Regions from separate parts of the Mus musculus genome. Here regions 2, 3, 4 and 5 are each linked to region 1. The links are chromatin contacts, called in public HiChIP or PLAC-seq and promoter capture Hi-C maps. All regions are on one chromosome and are shown on one strand. The core of a region is the stretch at or near the end of the contact, and the rest is flanking DNA. Distances in the headings are between cores, read along the strand shown. Region 1 holds the start of Mapk7 (mitogen-activated protein kinase 7). Region 2 holds the start of Ulk2 (unc-51 like kinase 2). Region 3 overlaps Tnfrsf13b (tumor necrosis factor receptor superfamily, member 13b). Region 4 has its middle 12 kb from the start of Aldh3a1. Region 5 overlaps Gm35681 (a long non-coding RNA gene).

Region 1 (2,700 bases), core at 50-2,549:
CTACCTGAGGGGTCTTAGCTGAACACGCTGAATTTAAGATAAAATCTTCACTAACCTCTAAAGACATCCATTTAAATACTTTCCACCTTCTTTCCCATGCCCCGGTAACACTGAATTGAGACTCTCTGAACATTCTGTCAAAATAGTCATTTAGCCAGGCAGTGAACACCTTTAATCTTAGCGCTCAGGAGGCAGAGGCAGGCAGCTCTCTGTCAATTTGAGGCCAGCCTCTGCCTGTTCAGTGCTGGGACTAAAAGCATGAGCCGGTACATCCAGTTTTTTTAGAAATTTTAATCTAAATCAAAGGCGCAGGTATTAAGTTTGTGAAAATGAATTGATGTGTGAAACTTTCTGCATGTAGTACCAAATGCTGGGCAACACAAACAACCGTGTATGATATCTAAGATCCATTTCTGCTTTAGACTCAACCTTTGGCTTTTGATTGAGAACTCAGTAATAAATGTCAAGGGGACACTCAGACTTTACTGGATTTCATCCCAGTTTCCCTCTCCACACTTTTCTTGTCTCACTGGGAATCCCGAATCTCTTTGGAGATTGGAGACTTAAGCTGCCTACCGAGAACTTTTCTAGCTCTCGAGTTAACAATGCTCACTTTTGCCTCAACCGGACGTCCCAGCCGGATGGAGGAAAAATGGAAGAGGAAAGGGAAAAAGTTGTTGGGTCTGGCCCGGTTCAGAGCGCATGCGCATCCCCGCCAGGTCCTCACTGGCTGGGGGTGGGGGTGGGGGTGTTGGAGTGGTTGGGGGGGTGGGGGAAAACAAGTCAGCGACGCTCTAAAGACTGGGGTCTCTGGTCACTACTCCGGGGTAAGGCGTCCAGAACTTCCGGCGCCGAAAGAGTGCGCAGCAAATTCCCTAGGAAATAAAGCTAACAAGGAAGGAAGAGGAGCCAAAAGGACGGGGTGGGGGTGGGGGGGTGCGGAGCTTGTTGCCTAGGTAACACCCCTCCTCCCTCCCTTATCTCCGCCCTTCGGGCCTGTGGAGCGAGTAGGCTCAGAAGTACAAGAGAACTTGGTGGGGCCTTGCTCGCTTCCCCCCCACCACCCAAGCTCCGGAGGCTGCTAGTACGCATGCGTGAGAGCATGGTGCGGGGCTGCGCGCGCACCCCTGAGGAGCACGCATCACCCCTTGGGCGGCTCCCGCCCGGAGTGGGACAGCTGGGCGCGCGCGCGCGCGCGCGTGATTGACAAGGGCGCGGTTTTCCCGTCCGGTAAGTTTTGATTGGACAGAGTAAAATAAAGGGGTGGGAACCTCCACGGAGGCCGCTCAACGATTGGCTGGGAGCTGGAGGAGCGTGGTCCCGGGGCGGCCGGTGGGGTGGTCTGCTTCGGCGCACGCGAGGCTTTGGTGGTGGCCGCGGTTCTTGTTAAGTGAGCGAGCCCGGGGGAACACTCATCACTGGGTTGGCAAGACTCAGGAATCCCAAATTCCCGAGGAGGCGTGGCGGCGGGGTGCCGGCCGGTCGGTGAGTGCGATCCCGGGAGTCCCAGCGCCCCGCCCCTCCCTTTCTTCCGGGGCCGCGCCGCGCCCCCCTGGATCCTGGGCCGTGGGGTTCTCTGTGCCAGCGGTCCCCTCTCGCCTGCTGCACAGGTCCTGCCTCCAAACCCACAGAGGCGGAACTGAGAGGCCCTCAGGACGATCTTCTCATCAGCGCTTCGTACAGACCATGGCCGAACCGCTGAAGGAGGAGGACGGCGAAGATGGCTCTGGGGAGCCCCCTGGGAGGGTGAAGGCAGAACCCGTTCACACCGCTGCCTCTGTGGTGGCCAAGAACCTGGCCCTGCTCAAAGCCCGCTCCTTCGACGTGACCTTTGACGTGGGGGACGAGTACGAGATCATCGAGACCATAGGCAATGGGGCCTACGGGGTGGTGTCTTCGGCGCGCCGCCGCCTCACGGGTGAGCTGGCTTCCTGAGGCTCAGCATGTGTGGACTGCTTTCCAGAGGCGGTGAGGAACCCGCACGGTCCCAGGAGGATCAGCTGCGCCGGGGATTCTGGTTCCACTCACGCTTACGGACTAGGTGCCAGCTCCCCGTTAGGTACCCTTCTCAGGAACCCCTGCTTCTCCCAGTCAGCCTACTTTCTCCTTAGGAAAAGGATATTCCCTGTAAGCCAGAATAGAGAGATGCTCTTTGGTGTCCAAAAGAGATATGTTCTAGAGCCAGAGATTGGCACGATGGAGTGGTGGAAGAATGGGGAGGATCTGGGATGGACTGACTATGTGAGGAGGGAGGGAGGGAGGATCAGTTAGTACAGTCACAACCACTGCTAACTAGCCGCGCCTCCTCTCTATGTGAGCTATTAGCAGCCGTTTCACGAGGCAGTTGCGAAATTAAAATTTGATATATGTTACACACAGGGCCCTGCACACAGTAGGTACTTACTGCTATCTGGGCTCCAGAAGAGCAGTGCTGGAAGGGACCTGCAGCTAACTTGAAGGTACTCTCTGGTATATGCCCTTTTCCTGCTCCCCAGGCCAGCAGGTGGCCATCAAGAAGATACCTAATGCTTTTGATGTGGTGACCAATGCCAAACGGACCCTCAGGGAGCTGAAGATCCTCAAACACTTCAAACACGACAATATCATCGCCATCAAGGACATCCTGAAGCCTACTGTGCCCTATGGAGAATTCAGATCTGTGTAAGGAGTGGGCCAGGAGGAGGAGACACAGTCGGGATC
Region 2 (2,700 bases), core at 4-2,503, 360 kb before region 1:
TCTCTTTCTGTCCCATAGTCCCTTGTGAAGCCTTTTTTCATGAGCTCCTTGTCAGAGCTGGTGCTTTGCTGTTTGGGGTGTCAGCCTCCAAAACTGTGAGCTGCATAAATCTCATTTCTTTATAAGGTGCCAAGCCTGGGGCATTTTGTTCTAGCAATGGAAAATGGACTTACTGAGTCTGTGGTATTCTTTTTTTAGGAAAAGAAAATGGACTAGAGACATTGCTTTCAGATTCCTGACCTGTCTCAAAGCTGAAGGTTTTTAGGGCTTCTACCTGTTTGTCAAGATGAGTTCCAGAGGGCTGGCTGGAGATACGGCTCAGTGGTTAAGAGCACTGGCTAGTCTTCCAGAGGACTCAGGTTTGATTCCTAGTACCTACATTGTGGCTCATAGCTATCTGTAATTGCAGTTTCAGATCGACACCCTGGTCTGGCCTCTGCAGGCACTAGGTGCACTCGTGGTGCACATATATGCAGGCAAAACACCCATACACATAAAAGTAAAATCAGAGGGGGGAGGGGAGGAGGAGGAAGAAGAGAGGAGAGAGAGACAGAGACAGAGAGGGAGAGGTGAGAGAAGTGAGAGAGGTGAGAGGAGTTGTTTCAGGGGCAGGCGATGAAATTGACAGCAACATCCCCAAACCTGAACACACACTTAGGTATGGGGTCACACATATTGTTTACCATGGCTTTGTAATGCTTTCTTGAGCAAAAGTTGACTATCATTTTTCACCTAAACAATCCGAGGAAAAAAAAAAGCCCGAGGCAAACTGGTAGTTGACTGGTGTGATGAAGCGCCTCCTTAGAAAGGAGGTTCTGAGCCTCCCTCAGAAGTCTAGAGACCCCCAGAAGGCGCAGGTTCCAGTCAGACCCTATCCCTTAGGTGGGTTGTCTAGCAGTTTGCGGTCTGGATTTGAAAGGCAGCTCCCGGAGTTTTTGTCTCCAGTGTCTGCACCGCCTCAGCGACTCCCGGGGCCGGAGTTCAAGATCCGCCTCTTAGAGGGTGGCTTCAGGTCAGGGCGTGGCGGGCTCTAGCTAGCCGCGGGCGCCGAGCCGAGCGGAGCCGAGCCCGCCGCCCGTTCCTAAGCAGCCGCGGCCTCCTCCCCACACCCCTGCTCGCCAACTCGCTCCAGTGACTGCAGACTCGCCCCGGTGCCTGGCGCCGCGTCCCGGGGTGCGCACTCCTTTTCTCGGCGGAGGGAGCAGGACTGGGGCGCATCGTCCTACAAGACGCGCTGACGTCGCACAGGGCCGGTAGTCGGCGCGGAGCGGCCGGCGCGCGCGCGTGCGTTGGGCGCTCCCGCGAAGCAGGCAGAAGCCGCCACCGCGGCTGTGCGGGTTCCAGGGCGGCGGCCGCTACACAGCAGCGCCGCGGGCGCAACAAGCGGAGGCAGCCGCACCTGCGGGGATGGCGCGGCCCCGGCCCTGCACCGCTGTCAGGCGCGCGGGTAGCTCCGGGTACGCCCAGTGACGGCGGCGGTGCCCTCGGCCGGGCAGTGCCCAGGCCGCTTGGCTAGAGCCCCGCGGCCGACGGCGGCCCGGGCCATGAGAAGCGACCGGGCCCAGGCCTCGCTGACCCCGGCTCCGCGCGGCGGCCCGTCCCGTTTCCGCTCCGGCCTCTCGGCATGAGTGTCCATCCGGGCCCGGGGCCGTGGCTGCCCCTGTCCCGCCGCCCGCGGGCGTGCTTGGGGCCCTCGGGCCCGCGGTGCTGATCCCGGTTCTCCGCCACGCCTGCCCACCCTAGCGCTCTATGTCCCGGGGGCGCGGCCATGGAGGTGGTGGGCGACTTCGAGTACTGCAAGCGGGACCTCGTGGGACACGGGGCCTTCGCTGTGGTCTTCCGGGGGCGGCACCGCCAGGTGAGCGCCGCCGGCCCGTTGTCTGGTGCGAAACTGGGGAGCCAGCGCCCCGGTCCTGGCCGCTGGGCAGGGCTCCCCGGGCCTGCCTGCCTTTGTGCTTGCTGTCACTGTCGCAGGGTTTGTTTTGGAGGCCAGAGCCGCTAGGCTGAGCTCCACCTACCGACGGGCGCAGAGCCACTGATGTTCTTCCCTGACAGTGTGCTGGGTAACCGAGGTGCGCCCGGGGACTTGCTGCTCAGAGAAGCCACTGGTCCCGAAGCGACTAGGACTCCAGTGTTTGCACAGTGTAATGTGCTTGTCCATACTATGGGTCGGTGGACCTTTGTCCCTTCTCCCTGCCCCGGGCTTTCCGGAGCTTGTCACCTTTACCGTGGATAATTGCACACCCAGCGGAAAACGGGCGCGTTTCCCGTTAGTCTGAAGCTTTCTCAGACTATCACGTTCCTCTGTGTCTGGGGGAGCTTTGTAGTATCCCTCCCCTTTTTGAGTTAGAGGAAATAAGTGACAAAGGTAGTTGGACCCTAACCTAATAATACAACGTAGATGCAAGTTCAAACCTCAGTTGTTTGGGTTTTTTTTTTTGTTGTTTCTTTGTTTTTTCCAAGCCACTGTTTCGCAAATAGGTCACACGAGGTTATAGAATCTAAAGAATTTGAGAAGGCACATTGAGACTGGAAGTAATTAAAAAAAAAAAAAAAAGCTTTGGTTATTCTGTTTGTTTCAAGAGTGCCTATTAAAAAGGTACTGTCGTCTATGTCTTATTCATTATGAAATAACTTAAAAGTCAAGGAAAAAAAATAAGAGCAGTGTAATCCAGCCAGGATAACTTCATTAAACTCTAT
Region 3 (2,700 bases), core at 192-2,691, 350 kb after region 1:
CACATCTTGGACAAGAACTTGCTAGGTGGCAACTTTTCAACAAGGATAAAAACAGTGATGGTCTCACAAGGCCTCCATTGTGGGTTGAACTTGTCCTCCAAAACTTATAGTAAAATCCCTAAGCCTTACTGCTTCAAATGTGGCCTTCTTTGGAGATGGACTCTTTACAGGAAAATCAAAATGAAGCTATTAGGCAGATCATAACATGAAATATAAGAATGATCCCGAGACAGAAAAATGGAGAGGGACTACCAGTGGGTTAAGGAGAAGCCAAGGACAGATCTTGCATGTGTGGCCTCAGGAAGAGCCAATTCTGCAGACACCTTGACTGCAGACTTCCAAACTCTGTGGACAGCCACTTTGTGTTATTAGATCTGTTGTCAGAGTTATTCTGTGCAGACAGTCTCCTCCCTATGCAGCCTGATAGCGATGAATGGTGAGAACAGGGGCACCTGTTGTGTGGCCTTTGGGGTTCAGAAGCCTGCCTGGGTAACAAGGGTGAAGTGTACCGTCTCACCCTTCAGCTTGCTGGGAAATGCTTCTGAGAGTATTTTCATGCACCTGGAAGTTTTAAGAGATAAGCACAGGTGCCCATAAAAAGTGATGCAATTGAACAGACTCTTGCTGAGGTCAAGGTAACACCCATCACCTAGATGGTTTTTAGATGTTTGGCCTTCACCTAGAAGGGCCCTCATCTTTCTGGCTATACCACATCAGCCAGACACATATGTACACACACATCTGCATGCACAGAATTCACACACATATTTATAGGCGCACATATACACACAACTCATACAGACACACAACTCACGTATACATGCACATATGACATAACCCCGAATCTGCACATACACATACAAGTTACTTAAATCACAAATACATCCACACTGCACTCAGCTATCTGCCTAAGGCCATAGGAAAGACCACTTGTTTGTAAGAATTGTAAGGGTAATGCTAGGTGCCGGTCATTCTCCATCTTTCTCGACTAAAGAAAAAAGGCACAGGTTGACTGCTCTGGAAAGTATAGGACACAGCGGCAGGCACAGGCGGTGCTGGGAACGTGGGCGCTGCAGGTGGTTGCTTTGTTGCTCTGCGTGGGTGCAGCCGGGCTTCCTTTATCGTGTCTTCATCTGTCTCTTCTCCATCCCTTTCCCCCTCTGTCACTCCATCCTCTAAATTGTCTTTTTTATTTTTCGGGCTGTCAAGTTGCCGGACGAGCGTCCCCAGTGGATGCGCGCAGGACACCCAGGCCGCCTACTGTTGCACGCATACAGGGCTGCGGGGCGGCAGTGCCCGCGAAGCCGTGTATCCCGAGCGAACGCGGCGCGCTCTCCTGAGTGGGAGAACTGCGCTCCGGGAAGCAGAAGCTACACGTTTCCACAGGCTGGGGTGACGCGGTCACCTCGTCGCAAGCCTCTGTCACGGGGCCTGCAGTGACAAAGGAGGGCGCTGTGGACACCGAGGACTGCCTGGTCCAGGAGCCCAGCGCTTCTACAGCCACCCCAGGACTTGCCCTTCTGAGCGCCCCTGAACAGGTTTTCACGGCCGGGCTCACTTCTCCCCGCACCCCGAAACCATCCAGCCCTCGCCCCGGGGTAACCCGCTTCCCGATCTCCTCTCAAAGCTGAAGCAAGAACCTGACACCCACCCTTTCTTCTGGCCCCACTGTTTGAACCTGATTTCATTAAGGTGCTATGGGATGTGCCCCAGGCCACGCCGGTGGGCTCAGAGTGTGTCCACCCTGGATGCAGGGGTAGTGGTGGATAGCGGAGGGGAGAGTACTGCTGGTGATTGTCAGGGAAGGAAGCCTGGCTTTCCATACTTACGGTGGGCGTGGGGAGAGTTTGCTTGTGACCCACGTGGCCCGGCAGGCTGGCTGGGTAGTGGCTCTCCTCTACGCCTGAGGAAGGAGGCCAAGGCCACCAAGAAACAGCAGAAGATGGCGCAGAGGCAGACCCCCAGTGTGCAGTAGAGAGTCAGCTGGTCGCTACTTAGCCTCAATCCTGTGGGTGTTTCAGGATAAGCAAGTTCAAGGAGGGCACCTACTCCCCAGCGCCCCCTTCTGGAACGGTGCCTTATTTAGGCCTGTAGCTACATGTACCCTCCTCCATTCCAGGACTAAGTGGCCTCCTTACCATAGGCTTTCTTTTCACCTCATTAGGCCCAAGTAATCCACACAGCCATCCCCAGGTCCGCCTCACTGATGACGTGGGATTCCTTTTCTAGCCCCAAGACACTGCTATGCTTTCTGAGGTATTGGCCCCAGACTGATGACACCTTTCCCCAAGACCTTAAAGCTGGACACCTCTGGCGCTGGCCCATTCTGTTTCTCCACATGCTTTGGAGGCAGACAAACCCAGGGATGGATGGATGCATGCATGCATGTATGCATGCTTGTGTCCCGGGAGGGTGACTCCACCAAGCATCAGGTCCCCTGGGTGAGCTTAGACTTTGAAATAGGAACCAGGGAGATGACTGAGAGAAGTCTGGACCCAGGCATGATGTGGAATGGTCCTGGGAAGTGGGGCCATAGTTCACTTTACAGCTTGCGACTTGAACCTCGGGCTTTAATTAAGGACTAAGACCTTGTCTCTCAGTTCAAAGTTCTCTGCTCCTGACATTTCTCCTCCCAGACTTATCTTGTGGGTCTTGCAATGCAGGTGCTAAGGCATACTTTGTGCTAGTGAAGTGAGGGAC
Region 4 (2,700 bases), core at 145-2,644, 270 kb after region 1:
TATGTTATTAGAATCTTCTTTCCTATCAATAACCCTGAGTTATTACTTACCATGTTTCATCTGGGCTGCTCTTTAACTCCAATTGGCCAGCCTTCAGGGCCATGTTTTCTTGATTCCTAACCCTTGGTGGCTTCTCTTTCCTCCTCCTGCTTATTCTCTTCCTTATCGGTCTCCTCTGACCAGCAAGCCTAGGAAACCTAAACCTTTGTCTCTTCTGCCCAGCTATTGGCAGTTGGCATCTTTATTTACCAATCAGAAATACAGGGCCAGCTGGGCGTGGTGGTGCATGCCTTTAATCCCAGCACTCGGGAAGCAGAGGCAGGCGGATTTCTGAGTTCGAGGCCAGCCTGGTCTACAAAGTGAGTGCCAGGACAGCCAGGGCTACACAGAGAAACCCTGTCTCGAAAAACAAACAAACAAACAAACAAAAAAACAAAAACAAAAACAAAAAACAAAAAAAAACCCCAGAAATACAGGGCCACGGGTCTATGGGGGACTCCAGGTCTTGGGGGCCCATTCTTGGCATTATGATGGACAGCAGTGGACTCAGCACCAGTGGACTGTCTTGCTGGGCTGGTTGTTACTGCAGCTCTCAGGGTACCGTAGCTGGGTAGGATGGATAATAACTTGCTTCCTCCTGTAGTGTCCGTAGTGCCTTCAGCATCATGAAAGCTGGTGGTAGAGGTAAAGCCCAGGTCGCTACCAGCTTAATTTCTCCACATTCTGTGACTCAGCTATGTGGTGTCTTCAACAATAGGGTCTTTGGAGGGAAAATTTTGGAGGGAAACCAATACCAGTATAAATAAATAGCCTGTAATGTGTTGGGGGTGGGTCTGTTGCTATATATACAAATGCTAAATCCTGAACCCCAAGATCTGGTTGTCAGTCTCGTGTACACCTTTGTGAGCCTGTGATTGGTGTGTGTGTGGGGGGGAGGCAGGATCTGAGGATTGAGTGAGCAGTTTCCAGAGAGACAGGGTGGGGGGTGGTGAGGAGTAGAGAGAACACAGAGAGAGGAGGAGGCTGCCATGAGGCCAGATGGATCTTGAGCATGTGGCCAGGAGAAGCGATCCTGAGGCCAGGCTGAAGGAAGAGAAACAGCCTGGGTGAGATTCAAACAGCAAGTCACAAGGGGGCGTGTGGCTGGGGAGTAAGTTAGAAGAGCTCAGAATCAATCTAGGCTTACTGCTTGTAAATAAAATCTCAGGATCCTGGGACTCTTATTCGGGAGCTAGATGGGAAAGGGTGGGGAAGAAAACCCCTGATAAAGATATTTCTCCAGTAATATTTGTCATCTCTCGAACCTCGCCAGCCAACAGTTCAAAAAGAGATAACACATTCCTGGCGTTGGGCTTTTTGTTAGGTGACCTGTGGTCTGGTAGGGGCGTTGTCACCCCGTTATTGGGTAACTCTAGGTTGACTCATTCCTGTTCCATTGAAACCTTTCAGCCACTGCATCCTGCCTTCCTTTTCTTGAAAAGTCCCTCCACATGACCTCTTGAGTCTCTTGCAAACTTCCCTGACCTCTATGGATATTTCAAATTAAGCATTTGTATCAGAAAGCTCAAAGCTCTGGCCACAAATGAGAGGAAAAAAAAAGTATGATGTCTGTCTCTGGGTCTAGGTCACCTCACCCAGAACAAGTGTTTCCAGCTCCATCCATTTACCTGTGACTTTTATAATTTCATTTTTATTATTTTATTAACTTTATTTTAAAACCTTGCAAATAAATGAAAACGTTACACGCCAAGATTGACAAGACCCGAAGTCTCTATACTCAGTGAACTTCTGTACAGTTAGACTAGGCATTCAGAAAGTATGCTGTAGTATTTCCCAATAATTTTTCACACTTTCAATATTGCGTATATTTTATTCACTTACTCACCACCAAAACAAACAAAAACAAACAAACAAAAACCCATAACAAAATTAGAACTAGAAACAAAGTTAGCTCTCCATCTTCTTTCCTGATTCTTGCCCATCGCCAACATCCAGTTCTCTTCCTTCCCTAGCACTTAGCCTGGCTTCTTCTCCTCTTTCCTTCATGTTGCAATGTCACCATCGGGTACATTTGTTTACATGCACACATATGCTACTTGTGGAATTCATTTTTCTGTGACCGTATGACCTAGATTAATATTAAATATTCTAAGTCCATCCCTTTTCATGAAAATATTTTAGCTTCATTTTTCTTTAGAGCTGAGTAAGGAAGACATTTGGAGAAGTATGTAGATATTCTCTCAAAAAGGGCAAAGGCCCTGTAGATGCTTGTCTCCCACGTAAATGTCCATCCAAAGGTTGTGGGAAGCTAAGGAAGGCTTGGGTGCCTGTGTAAAGAATGGCTAAATCCTGGGTGAATGTGTATTGTTGACCTGCCCACATCAGCCTCCCAGGGCCTCAGACCCATGGATTGAAGACCAGCCTCTCTCTAGGAGTCTTTGGAGCTCCTACAGCAGACTCAAACTGCTGTGACATCTAGTCTGTAGACTGAACAACTACTGGGTTCTGGACCTTTCTGTCAGGAGACAGACATTGTTGGACTAGTGTACCATAGCCTATAAGCCACTCTAATAAGTCATGTGTACATACTTCCTAACACGGCCATGCTAATTACATCTTCTTGCTCTGCCATTCATTGCTATTTGTCTTTTATTAGTATGTTCTGATTGGTGGAGTGGGTTACAATGAGAACAGTTGCCT
Region 5 (2,700 bases), core at 137-2,636, 510 kb after region 1:
GGTTGCTGGGATTTGAACTCAGGACCTTCGGAAGAGCAGTCAGTGCTCTTTAACCATTGAGCCATCTCTCCAGCCCAAAAGGCTGAATTTTTAAAATATTTGAATTTTTAAAGACTGTAGGACTTTTTGAAGTTAGAATATTTTATATTGTGCTAGTGATATTAATATAAGATCTTTGGGACAAACAAAAACGGGAAGTTTATGGTTTAATAGTGATGTGTTTATATGTCAAGTTCACATAAGCTAGAATCATTTGGGAAGAGGGAACTACAATTGAGAATATCCCCCACCAGACTGACCCCCAGAAGAGCCTGTATGGTATTTTCTTGATAATGACTGCTGTGGTGGGGCCAGACCACTCTGGGTGGTGCCAGTAGCAGGCAGGTAGTTCTAAATTGCATAAGAAAGCAGTCTGAGCAAGCCACAGGGAGCAAGCCAGTAAGCAGCTCCCCTCCATGGCATCAGCTTCAGAGCCTGCGTCCAGGTTCCTGCTTAGAGTTCCTGCTCTGACTTATGTCAGTAATGAAAAGTGACCTAAACGCTGTAAGATGAAAACAATAAAAACAAGAAAAGTTTCCTCCCCAAGTTGCTTTTGGTCATGATTCGTATCATAGCTATAGCAAACTTAACTAAGACACCCATCTAGATATCAACTGCAGAAGTTGATGGGGAGCTGTGAGCTATATACCCCACTAAGGGATTTAGGTAGGTAGGTAGGTAGATAGATAGATAGCTAGATAGGTAGATAGATAGATAGATAGATAGATAGATAGATAGATAGATAGATAGATAGATAGATAGATAGATGATATTATAGTACATAGGCATATATAAGTATATATAGGCATATATAGTCATATACATAGGCATATATAATCAGCAAAGTCTACCTAGGATTGTTTTCTTCCCAGATCTCCTAGGAAAACTAGTTTCCAGAAAAATGAGCTGTGTACCACCTGTGGCTTGACACGCCTAGGCAGAGGTGGGAGGTGGGCGGGTGTCCCCACTGAAGATACACAGCTTCAGTCAAAAACCCAGGACTCAAGGGCCTGACAGATCTGGGGCTCAGTTTCTACTTGACTGTGACCCACTAGACCAGGTCATTCACCATGATCCTGACCTTACCATCTGTCCCTGTGGGCTCAAGGCCTTGGCTGGAACTTTAGGTAATACAGGGGGCTAACAAGTAGGGAGAAGTATACAGAGGATGCAGCCCTGGGGTAGACACACCCAGGGCCAGGGAGCATGGTGGAGGTAGGGAGTAGTAGGGTCCCTGAGGATTGTTGCAAGGCTTCAACCAGAAAGAAAACCGGCCCTCATAGCAATGGGACTATGACCCACAACTGAATTTGCATGTCTCTCTGCTTAGGAGAATTGAAGCAAGTATTCAGAGAAAATTCGGGCCCCAGCTTTGGCAACAGTGCCATGCACAGCAGCCAAAAGACAAAAGCAAGCTCCTCCTATCCAAGATGAGGCACGAGGAGAATATCATGTCTGTCTGCAGGACAGAGTCATTCAGCCTTGGAAAGGAGTGAGCAGTGTGCTCACCACAAAAAATAAATAAATAAATAAATAAATAAATAAATAAATAAAAAAAAATAAAAATAAAAATAAATCGACAAGTGTGTGTGGTCACGCAGTGTCACTCAGCTGGAAGCAGTGGTTGCACAATGCATACATATTTCAAAACAGCACACTGAAGCCAGGTGTGGTGGCACACACCCACAATCCCAACACTCAGGAGGTAGAGGCAGGAGGGAAGTGAGTCTTAGGCCAATTTCTGCTATACAAGTCTGAGGCTAGCCTGGGCTACGTGAGACCCTGTCTCAAAACAGAGACCAATGACAACAAAGTTAATCAATTAATTAAAAAGTAATAAGGGCTCAAAACCAGATTAGGCAGAACACCAAGTGACAAGTGAGAGGCCCATCTCCAGTCCTGTCAAGATAAAGGAGGGGAAGGACAAGGAAGGGGACGATGACCCACCGGGATCATGACAGCGACAGCAGTCTAATAGTGAAGCAATCCAACCCCCCTCCACACCCACTCTCTTTCACACGCTCATTCACTCTCACATACACCCTCACATGGAGAACCAACCTCCAGGGTGGGGGTGGGGGGCCGCGTGCCATGCGCTGGGGGCGGTTTCAGCCTTGCCAGCCACACTTTATAAATTTTGCATCATCTTGGCTATGAATAGCTCCTTCTGCAGCAAGGCAGACAGATCAAAGGGAGAAGAAGGGCCCGAGGAATGCTGGGGGAGGGTCAGGATGTACACTGAATCCCTAAAGAAGCTTTAGAGCCTGAGGGAAGGTGGGTGGTGTGGTAGGGTTGAAGGAGGGGGGGGATGATATCCCTTCCCACCCCACAAGGTGCACTTCCAAGACCAAGGTGAGGTTCCACAGGAGTTCCCAGTAGGAACCTGGAAAACCTGTATGCTTCCAAGATCATGGAATAGGGAGCCTGGAGTGGCACCTGAGTTGGCCTGAGGCCCGGATATCTGGTCAAGTAGAGGCTATTTTCAGATGAGCACCATGAGTCCCTCGGCCAGTCAAAGGGAATGCATGATGGGGCTCGGGTGAACTGACAGGGAGGCGTAACAGGAAGTGAGGTCCAGTGAGGTACAGGTCAGAGGTTAGGGAGGTCCCCAAAAGGCTGATGCGCTCATGACCACTTTCATAGCATCTGTGGCTAGGAGAC

What was found. Promoter capture Hi-C pulls out the DNA fragments that hold promoters and counts their contacts. HiChIP or PLAC-seq counts read pairs in DNA pulled down with a chosen protein or histone mark.
Region 2: a contact with region 1 is called in a FOXA1 HiChIP or PLAC-seq map of pancreatic cancer cells. The contact joins the promoter of Ulk2 here to the promoter of Mapk7 in region 1. A contact is called at or near these places in 2 of 39 promoter capture datasets (the C10 cell line and the SN4741 cell line), 1 of 484 Hi-C or Micro-C datasets (CD4 T cells), 2 of 115 datasets of contacts at active chromatin or transcription factors (memory CD8 T cells and pancreatic cancer cells) and 1 of 9 other capture datasets (adipose tissue).
Region 3: a contact with region 1 is called in an H3K4me3 HiChIP or PLAC-seq map of forebrain, with 4 times the contacts expected there. The contact joins the enhancer-like site here to the promoter of Mapk7 in region 1. A contact is called at or near these places in 7 of 39 promoter capture datasets (the C10 cell line, the SN4741 cell line, cranial neural crest and 4 more), 1 of 15 datasets of contacts at CTCF or cohesin (embryonic stem cells), 1 of 484 Hi-C or Micro-C datasets (embryonic stem cells), 18 of 115 datasets of contacts at active chromatin or transcription factors (the 230-238 cell line, acute myeloid leukemia, astrocytes and 12 more) and 2 of 9 other capture datasets (adipose tissue and liver).
Region 4: a promoter capture Hi-C map of the SN4741 cell line shows a contact between it and region 1, with 2.8 times the contacts expected there. The contact joins the enhancer-like site here to the promoter of Mapk7 in region 1. A contact is called at or near these places in 16 of 39 promoter capture datasets (the 3T3-L1 cell line, 3T3-L1-derived adipocytes, the C10 cell line and 10 more), 12 of 484 Hi-C or Micro-C datasets (the CH12 cell line, the N1E-115 cell line, adipose-derived mesenchymal stem cells and 7 more), 23 of 115 datasets of contacts at active chromatin or transcription factors (the 230-238 cell line, the NIH/3T3 cell line, astrocytes and 14 more) and 5 of 9 other capture datasets (adipose tissue, embryonic stem cells, liver and 2 more).
Region 5: a contact with region 1 is called in a promoter capture Hi-C map of liver, with 2.0 times the contacts expected there. The contact joins the enhancer-like site here to the promoter of Mapk7 in region 1. A contact is called at or near these places in 6 of 39 promoter capture datasets (the SN4741 cell line, embryonic stem cells, hippocampal neurons and 3 more).

The regions. Positions count from the first base shown.
Region 1 is chr11:61,492,865-61,495,564 of GRCm38.p6, reverse strand. It overlaps Mapk7 (mitogen-activated protein kinase 7), which reads left to right and starts at 1,299. Exons shown (of 7, transcript NM_011841.2): 1 at 1,299-1,485; 2 at 1,611-1,918; 3 at 2,496-2,661. The coding sequence starts at 1,687.
Region 2 is chr11:61,853,645-61,856,344 of GRCm38.p6, reverse strand. Ulk2 (unc-51 like kinase 2) reads left to right here and starts at 1,253. Exons shown (of 27, transcript NM_013881.4): 1 at 1,253-1,858. The coding sequence starts at 1,769.
Region 3 is chr11:61,146,147-61,148,846 of GRCm38.p6, reverse strand. Tnfrsf13b (tumor necrosis factor receptor superfamily, member 13b) reads right to left here. Exons shown (of 5, transcript NM_021349.3): 4 at 1,830-2,006; 5 at 1-1,431. The coding sequence ends at 1,205. Among named protein-coding and RNA genes, the nearest start is that of Tnfrsf13b, 21 kb to the right of the region's middle. Within about 2 kb of position 1,441, at least 55 of the 459 cell types and tissues checked have an H3K27ac peak or open chromatin away from gene starts, as enhancers often do. A contact at or near this core is called in forebrain and hippocampal neurons, where this site is marked.
Region 4 is chr11:61,219,060-61,221,759 of GRCm38.p6, reverse strand. No RefSeq gene overlaps it. Among named protein-coding and RNA genes, the nearest start is that of Aldh3a1, 12 kb to the right of the region's middle. Within about 2 kb of position 1,394, at least 13 of the 459 cell types and tissues checked have an H3K27ac peak or open chromatin away from gene starts, as enhancers often do. A contact at or near this core is called in the SN4741 cell line and pancreatic cancer cells, where this site is marked.
Region 5 is chr11:60,981,722-60,984,421 of GRCm38.p6, reverse strand. The region is part of intron 1 of Gm35681 (a long non-coding RNA gene); the gene reads right to left. Among named protein-coding and RNA genes, the nearest start is that of Gm35681, 4.1 kb to the right of the region's middle. Within about 2 kb of position 1,386, at least 8 of the 459 cell types and tissues checked have an H3K27ac peak or open chromatin away from gene starts, as enhancers often do. A contact at or near this core is called in liver, where this site is marked.